Regions from separate parts of the Gasterosteus aculeatus genome. Here region 1 is linked to region 2. Evidence: chromatin contacts called from public Hi-C data. All regions are on one chromosome and are shown on one strand. Each heading gives the region's core, a stretch centred on a gene start, on an enhancer-like site or on the middle of the called end of the contact. The rest is flanking DNA. Distances are from core to core; before and after follow the strand shown.

Region 1 (4,616 bases), core at 917-3,416, 290 kb before region 2:
CTAGCCTTATGTACCGAGAGCTAGCAGCTTGATGGATGACTCACAGTAATGCTGTAAAATGGTTCTACCCACACACACACACACACACACACACACTGAAACACAGACTCATACTAACACATGCAGCGCAACAAACCCGAGCACACACATAGCTACTGTATTACCCATGTGGCACACACACACACACACACACACACACACACACACACACACACACACAGAGGCTGCGATACCAAAGTTGAGATGGTTAACAATCTTTAAAAGGAACAGGGAAAGGTGCCAAGTAGAGCAAAATCAGTGTGGATTACCTAGTAAGAGATTAGTAATAAATCTATTTTGAAATTTATATAAAGCAAAACAAAGCTGCATTAGCCTATAAATCCTGTAACATGTGGTCGAAAGAGCCATGAGGGATCTGAAGCAAAACGAGGATTAGCTCCAATTCGTTTTTTTTCCTGCTGTAGTCTGACAGCTAGTGAAACATCCATTACAACAATGCTAAAATCTAATTCTAAAACTAAAAGAGCTGTGCTCTACGTTGTTGTGAAATGATATGCAAAACACATATTAAGACTATGTTCAAGTTCCATTTAACGGGGTGTTTGCTTGATAGGCCCATGAACTGCCAAGATGGCACCAAATGGTAAAACCTCATCCGAATCCTGAAACAATCTCCGAAACAAACCACAGGTCGTGTCGCAAAAGCCAGGTCAGTTTTTGGAGTCTCTATTTCAGGGCCCCACTCACGTCCTTCTGTTCCCTGATATGTGACAGTATCGGGTGACACTTTCTGTAAATACAGTAATGGGCCAAATTTGGAGTGACGTGTAATTTGCATTTGCCTCTAAACGCTGTTGGTCGTCTCGGTGGATCAGCGAGCTGAGTCTCCACGTCGTGTTTGTAGCGTTGTAATCTTGTTAGCGTGATCCTCTGCACATGCCACCAGGGACCGAGGATCAATAACTGGCTCGTGGCTCCGTTTTGGGTGCATTTGCAAACACACACACATATATCCTCTCGCACACACTTTAAGAGATGAGGGAATCAGAGTGGTGTTCATATGGCACTCGGATTGATTGGCAGCAGGCAGGTTTTTTTTGGTGTTTGACACCATGTCACCGACTCCAATCACAGTCTGGAAATATGCTTAAAGTGTATTTTGTTTGTCTTTGGCTGTGGTACACACACACACACACACACACACACACACACACACACACACACGCACACACACACACACACACACACACTCTCTCTTGCCTCCCTGAATCCGTTTCCCCTCATCTGTACTTCGCTTGCTATCTTCACTGTGATTTCTTGTCCCCTTTTCTCTTTTCCCTTCCTCTTTTTTTTGTCGTACTTATTCGTTCTTGGTTCCTTTATTTTTCTTCCTTCCATAGTTTCTTTAGTCTGTAGGTCTGTAATGAATCTCCTTCCATCCCTCTTTTGACCTTTCTCCCCTTTCTTTCTCCTGACATTGCTCTCTTTGCCCTCCTCCCCTCTCCTTTGCTCTCGCCCTCGCTCTGTCACTTGTTTCTTCCTTCCTGTCCTCTTTCCTTTACTCAGTCTTTTCCAACTCCCCTGAGCATCTTTTTTATTCCCTCTTTTATATCCATCTCCCCACTGTCTATTTTCATCCTTTTATTGAAATCCTGTTTTTTTCATCCTGTTTTTTCTCTCCATTTCATCCACTACGTCTCGCTCCACCCCTCCCTTGGTCTTACATTGATCTTTTCTCCTCCTTATTTCCCTTTTACGCCCCCCCCCCCCCCCCCTCCTTCTCCTCTAGTCCTTCTCCTTTTCCCCATCTGGTTTACCTTTCTTAAATCGGCCAGACCTTCCTCTCTCCCTCCTTCTTCCTCCCTGTCTCTCTCTTAGCCACACTTTTTTTTCAACTTCTCCTCCCCTTCTATCATCCACTTTTCCTCCTTCTCCTTTGCTTCCCCGACTAACACCCCCCCCCCTCCCCCTCCCTCTCTCTCTCCCTCTCACTCAGTCGTCGCTCGCTCGCTGTGCTGTGCGGACCTACCAGCCAACTCTCTCCTCTCCTCCGCGGCATCTCTTCATCTTCTCCCCTCCTCTCCGGTCCTCCGGTCTCTGCTATGACCGCTCACACCGCAGGCGTGTTGCCCGATCTCAGACCGACCACCCGTCACCGGTTATCCCGTCCACACGTCAGCATGGACATGTGTGTGTGGGGGGTTCGTGAGTGATCTCCAGGTGTCTTTTTTTTTTTTAAATAAAAAAACGAAAGGGAAAGGAGGAGGGGGGCTGCCGTCCTCCTTCACCCCCCCACCTCCCCCCCGCTTCCTTCAACCAAGCAGAGCCACCAAAGGTGGGGAGCGAGGCTTAAACATTAAGCCAGCTTGGATTTATTTAGCAGCAGAATGACGGATTTGGGAGCGCCGGACACGCTGCTGGCGGGGAGCAGGCTGAAGAACGCCGGCGGGTTTAGACGCGACCTCCCGCTTCTCCTCCTGCTGGGGCTCCTCTTCGGGGATTTCTCCTCGTCCAACGGTGAGTTTTGGAGGTTTTCCGTGTGTGTGTGTGTGTGTGTGCGCGCGCCCGGGAGCTCGCATGCCTGCGTGAGTGAGTGAGTGCGCGCGCGCGCATGTGTTGGAAGGCAGCACGATAATCGCAGGTTGGTTCGTTTGCTTGTGAGCGCGCACGTGAAAGGTGGTCGATTACTTCCGCTTCGTTGCCGCGGACAACGACAGTGCGTGTGCATGTGTGAGTGTGATTGTGTGTGTGTGCGTGCGTGTGTCTGAGTGTGCATTCAAGGGAGAGAGAAACGGTGAGAGTTTAAGCGTGTAAACGTGCGTGTGTGTGTGTGTGTGCGCGCGCGCGCGTTTGTCTCTAGGGATGGCGTCCGTGTGTCCGTTTTTGCGCGCGTGTTCGGGATAGCGAGAGGTGGAGAGATGGACAGCTAGCCAACATGCACGGACAGTGGGTCGTGTGTGTTTATGTGTGTGGGGGGTGCGTGCGTGCGTGTGCGCACGCGGGCGAGAGAAAGAGAGCGCAGTGCCCAAACTTGGACACGACATTTCATCAGGGGAGCAGCATGCTCATTTTTTTGGGGCCTCCACTTTGAGGATATTGTTTCCAAAACAAATGAAACCAACTTTAAGAAAGAAGAAACCCCCGCATCACGTAACCCAGACCCCCTGCAGACATCAGGGGGATCCCGTCTGACACACAACCCGTTTACATCGTGTTTGCTATGAGGCAACATCTTGGCAACTTGTGTTACTGTCTACAGTTGAGCAGGCGCAGACAGGGGGAGATGGCGGTCCGTTCCTCCTGGGGGGCATCTGGAGAGGAAATCCCATGCCTGCTGTATAACATGATTGTGTGGAGTCACCACACACAGAGGAGCGGCTGTCTCCGTTGCTGCACAGGGTCTGATGGTATGACGGGGATGTGATGGCAGCTCTCCCCCCCGTCGGTGGGGATTTAGTCACCGAGGACGTCTTCTAACGTCAAACACGGACAGAGAAGAGAGCGTTAACATTCTCATCGTTGGGCGGTCACTGTTACTGTTTATCAATAGCTTCTCTGTGTGCCCTTTTCCTCCCTCTCTTTCTCGATGCTCTCAATCCCTCCCTCCCTCCCTCCCTCCCTCTCTCACACACACACACACACACACACACACACACACACACACACACACACACACACACACACATGCACACTTCTGTCCGCTTTTCCCACTTTGCGATACACAACAACAGTGTTCCATTTCCTGATAATTGTACGTGCAGCGATATTTGGTTCCATTCGTTTAGACTGTCAGCCTGGAATCAAAGTCATTGGAGTAGAGGAGTCATTGTAGGAGAATTGGGCGCGTTGATGAATATGATGATGGCTTCTTCAAGCTGTTTGTGAGCGACTGCTTCTTGTTTTCACCTGTGTTTCATCTTTCACTCCAATCTATGTGCTCACGTGTTTGTGACTGTGTTTCCTACGTTGTTTTTCAGCTTTGCAATCTGCATTTTTTTGGCCCACTGAGATAAGCAGGTTTTTTTTTTTTTGCATACCTGCAGCTATTTTAGTTTTTGAGGAGGAAAGACCAATTAAGAAAGTTAAAGGGAAGACTGACATCTGGAAAGACAGACGGAGTTTGGCAATAATGTATTGCGTCAAACCTCAAACCCCGTGTTGTTTTCAGCTTTTTAAATCTGATGTCGCATTTAAAATATCAATTATTGATTGACTGAAAATGTCACTTAAAAATGTCATAAAATGTATGTTTAACTGAAGGACAGAATGAATTACCCAGGCAGCACTGAACTTTGTGACAAGTTGTGACAGTCACAGCTCTTTTTTGTTTGACTTGTCTTGTTTTGACAATTATATTAGAGGTTCTTTATATAATCACCACATTTAATATCTAGAGTTAACATGTGGTTGTAATTTCATCATGGTAAAAACGCATACCACTACATAATGAAATAGAAAGTAAACTTTCTAATAACAAAATAAAATCCCCCCAAAGGATTTTGGATTGAGCAATATTAACTCATTCATACAAACAGATAAAATAAAAATGCATACTGTAACATCGTTTTGCTTATTGAATGCCAATGTAACAACATTGCCTCCCTCCTGTACAATCC
Region 2 (4,682 bases), core at 280-2,779:
AGCCTCCAGCACGCTGACCCATCTCACTGCAGGATTAATCAATTATTAATTACCAATTAAATATTCTAATTTTCATTTGATCTGTCAAATTGTGTCAGTGATATTTTTCCCTTCAAATTAACATTGTATTTCACTAAAAATATTATTGGAGGTAGTTTTGGTTTCAGAAAAGGTTGTGAACTGAGTCTGAACTGTTTTTTGCAAAACAATGCTGTGGTTTCTTGATTTGTTGATCTACTTCACTTGATTAAACACAAACAGAAAAAAAAATATATATATATATATATTATTATATATATATATATATATATATATATTTCTATATTTCTTTTATTGTGAAATACAATACCCGCAATGACAGCAGGTGTGTTGCAGATTTGAGTCTTTCTCATTAGACTGTCTCAGGGGTATCTGATCCTCACAACCTTGTGGGCAGGAGTTCTCTCCTCTAATTGTAGGTCACAACCACAACCACTGTTTGCTCTTGTCCATACATGTCTATTAAAGCATAGTTTTACGCAACAGTATGCAGCTCAATGGACTACTTCACATTACAAAAGGTTGGTTTAAATCTGACTTGACTTTGGACCTCACATTGTGTCCTCACTAATAACTAGGCCACCTTGTATTAAATTTGATAGAGCTTCAAGTCAGTCAATAACCATTTCAATCAGGGGAGACACTCATTTAAAGAAAAGATGGTTATTTACTATCACCGGGATAATATGGGATGATAAAGACTTTGCAGAGTTTCTGATGCCTGGACACTGCAGGGAGATTTGTAATCGATTAGTGTCTCCCCTGAGCAGCAGCAACATAAATCCCCCATGTGGAGTCCAGACACTGATGGGAGTTGTAGTTGATGAGGCTGATAGAATGACGAGCTGATGAAGCTGATGAATCTGACGAAGATTGGGCGGAGATGGGGAGGCGCAGTGGTGCGTAACAGCAGCATGAGCGAACTGAAGGTAGAGAGACAATTTCAAAAAGACGGCAGCAAGATCATAGGCTTAAGATGTAATTGCTTCGTCTTGCTTATTGGATAGGAAAGACCAGCTGCTCTATACAGCCGACACCATGATTGACAGCCCCGGATACTGTGCGCAGGGAAATAATGAGTGAGCATGCGTGAGGAGTGATTGGCAGCATGTATGAGAAATAAACTATGGATGCAGGCATGCAGGAGTATAGTCTTACATTAGGACTTCACTTAACACAAAAATGAGAATTTTGTCCTATTGTTAATCACATATACTGAATATGGTCAGACAGTGACGATTTCTTAAATATAGGGAACATGTTGTGTGGTTAGTTTTCTTATATAGTGTAGCTATGTTCAATATTAAAGATGTCAAACATTTAAGATGTATCAGTGTCACCCTACTTGGCTTCACTGTGTAAGCTGATTTAGTAACGTCCTTTGAGAACAACAACAACAATGACGACAACTGTGCAATGTGTAATGATGACGTTTAACTTATATATGTATATGAAGACACAAACGATGCAAATGACTCCGGCTGCATCACGTTACAGAGTCCAACATACACTAAGGGAGACGATTGGGTTTGATACCAGGATGTAGTTTGTTAAATGGATCACTTTTCTGACCTAGACACGTGTCTTGAATGTAAAATCTCAACTTTTAATGTAGATACGTGGTTACATTGCATCAATAAAAACTGTGCTGTACAGAGGAAGCAATTTGGGATCATCTGAAAGTTGAAAATTTCACATTATAATAAAATTACTATCAAAGAGAATTCCAGACATGCATGACTGCTTAGCAGTCTTGGTGGTGCTGCTTGCAGGTGATGGCTCGATGGCTCCTGCGCCAGGGTGAATTGTTGAATTTGAAGTGGCTGATTATGATGTAGGTTCTTCCTCTGAATCTGCCCCTTTGGCCTCATGAGATGCAGACACCTGTTCACTGTGCTTTGGCTGCTCAATGGAAAAAGTCAGAAAGAATATCTGGTGCATGAAACAGACAGGTGAGGCCAACCTGGTGTGCTGCCTTCACATAATAATCTCAGTGAGACGGCTGGCCAGCAACGCATCAAGTGACAAATGAAAATTGCCAGCAGACTTGACAGCTTCTTTTGTCAGTGTGCCTCCGACATGTTGACACACATCAGGGACTGCTCCTTTTCCAAGGAGTGGCAAATACATCTACATGCGGCTTGGGATGAAATGAGGCACATTATTGTGAGCGTGGGTATCGTGTATTCTGCCACACAGATATACGCAAGAATGAACATGTTATACATGTTTTTAATGATACACGTTGCCTATATATTCCTCCATCTAACTGCATCGCCATTGCCATCTCTTCTTCGGTCTCACATCAGTTTTTCTCATCCAACTAATGTCAATGAAGCAACTGTACGGCCTCCCGATTGTTGTCACCTCAACATTTTGGGGTTGGATGGTGTTTTCTATGTTTGTGTGTGTGCAACAGAATGAGAGAAAGAAATGAAAGTGTGAGCGTGTGCAAAAGATAAAGAGAGGGCGGGAGAATTGCACAGTGTCAATGTGAGTATGTCTGGCTGTCTGGTGGGTGTGCCGGTGAAGCTGCAAAATCATTTAAATTGAGAACGGAATGCGGGGATGCTCGCTAGTGATTCTGATCGGAGCCAAATTTCTCTGTCAGAAAAGTCCCCAACCAGCCTCCTTGCAATTTCACAGTGATTGGAGAAAAAGAGAGGGAGGAGAGACTGAGAAAAGGAGGAATAAATGAAGAAAGGGCAGTGGAAATAAAAAGAAAGTAGAAGGATCTGAGTTAGAAGAATATAGAGGCAGGGAGACAGACAGATAGAGGAGAGTATGGTAATATTGACTGCATTTTGTTAGAGATTTAGCTGTGGGAGGCGGGACGGCTGTCATATAGGTCTTCCATCACAAAATAATTCAACTTTCCAGGAAAAAGGCACTGATGTTAAAAGCCTTCACCATTCTCAGTGACCCCCGTTCTAACGTAAATCCATTTTTTGTAAAACAATGAGCCACTGTGCCAACCCTTCCAACGGCTCTACTGGGAGTAAGGCCGATGCTTATGGTTCTTTCAGTCTAGAAGATGAGTGCATGATGTTGACACAAACAATGCCTCTAGATTTAATGCATGTAAGAGGCCACAATGTCCCAGAAGAGTGACATTAGGGCTGCAGCTCTAGTTGAATGCCAAGTAGGTGTGCTGCCCTTGGACCAGAGATCCAGGGTTTAAGTCCCGATGTTGCCAAGCCTCCAACCGCCACCGACACTTAGTCACAACGAGCGCCAGGGGAGCTGCTGTGTAGCGGAGCTACCCAACTTCCCTGCAGAGGGAGAAGCACGGTTCCCTGCGATGCATCACTAGAAATATAACAGATATGGACAGTGAGCTTGCCCCCGTAATGTGTCTTGAGCATGTGAAAGGAAAAGCGTGCACACAAAAGGTTTCTGAAGAAAGATAATGGCTGAAGAAGAAATGTCCAAAAACTTAAAAATGAATAATCACACCATGGATCTAATCTTCCTTCATGTCATAAGGGTATCTAAATATCCCAGATAGACAGAGACAATTCTGAAGTGGAACTGCAGTACATGTAAAGTTTTATTATGAGACCATCAAACATCATCAGGGCACTCAAACATCTGTTAGTATTGCTGAGGCTTGAGTGTTAGCTTAAAACATATTTGCTAATAAATTGTACTTAACAAAGTCTAATTAAAATGTTATTTCATGTCTTATTTCAGGCCAACACCTTTGATCATGCACACATTGTTTGATATTTCAGTTAAAGCAGATTGTGTGCCACTCCATTGTTGTTGGATTTTTTGTGTGATCATGCAACATAAAGATTATAGCTTCCTATTTAGTTCCCCCTTCCTCTCTTCCCCCCTTGTTTCTCTCATCATCCCCGTTCTGCATTACCCTAACCTTCCCTCCCTTTCTTATATAGCTGTCTTTTTATTTACAGTAAAGTGAAGAAACGGTTATCTGTGGTGAAACACTGAGACAAGCTCGCTGAGTAACATGCAGATTTTTTTCTCCTTTCTCACTCTTTTCCTTTATTAGTTCCTCTCTCCTTTCTTTCGTCCTCCACATATCCTCCCTGCGCTCATATCTCTCTGTGCATATTACCCCTCTTCTTTTTTTAGGCAAAAATAAGGAGTAATCAATATCATCATCAAAGTAGTTGTCAGCATTTACCAATAACACAAAAATAAAATAAAGACACGTGAATGGCCTACATGAGTGTAGTTGCACACCCACAACATGTCTCTGCTCCTAGTTTATCTCATTGTTTGAACAGCACCGCTTTAATTAGGACAGGCCTGTCTACATGTGTGTGTGTGTGTGTGTGTGTGTGTGTGTGTGTGTGTGTGTGTGTGTGTGTCTTTGCCCCAAAGTGAGTAACAGCATGGTGTGTGTGTGTGCATGTGACCATAGTGCCCTCATGTGGAGGAGTGCAGAAGAGCATAAATTGCGACACACTCTTCCAATTACACGGTGTTATATTTGGAAGCACAATTTCATGCTATCAGTAATGGCTAGCTATTCCATTTAGATAGCATCCATCTTTATGTGTGTGTCTGTCTATGTGTGCACGGTTGCGTGCACGGTTGATGTGTTTGTATGTTTGCACTTATTTGTGTGTCTGTGTGTGTACCGGCTGTCTGAGTGTTTCCCAGAGATGAGTTCT

Evidence for each region. A called contact is a pair of places that touch in the nucleus more often than the background predicts.
Region 1: a Hi-C map of skeletal muscle shows a contact between it and region 2, with 4 times the contacts expected there. The contact joins the promoter of chs1 here to the enhancer-like site in region 2. A contact is called at or near these places in 2 of 6 Hi-C or Micro-C datasets (skeletal muscle and tail fin).

Annotation. Positions count from the first base shown.
Region 1 is chr12:14,820,304-14,824,919 of fGasAcu3.hap1.1, reverse strand. chs1 (chitin synthase 1) reads right to left here and starts at 2,166. Exons shown (of 36, transcript XM_040200509.2): 1 at 2,030-2,166. LOC120833991 (CUB and sushi domain-containing protein 1-like) reads left to right here and starts at 2,262. Exons shown (of 75, transcript XM_078085041.1): 1 at 2,262-2,517. The coding sequence starts at 2,388.
Region 2 is chr12:14,530,953-14,535,634 of fGasAcu3.hap1.1, reverse strand. No RefSeq gene overlaps it. Among protein-coding and RNA genes, the nearest start is that of myom2b, 32 kb to the right of the region's middle. Within about 2 kb of position 1,529, at least 1 of the 9 cell types and tissues checked has open chromatin away from gene starts, as enhancers often do.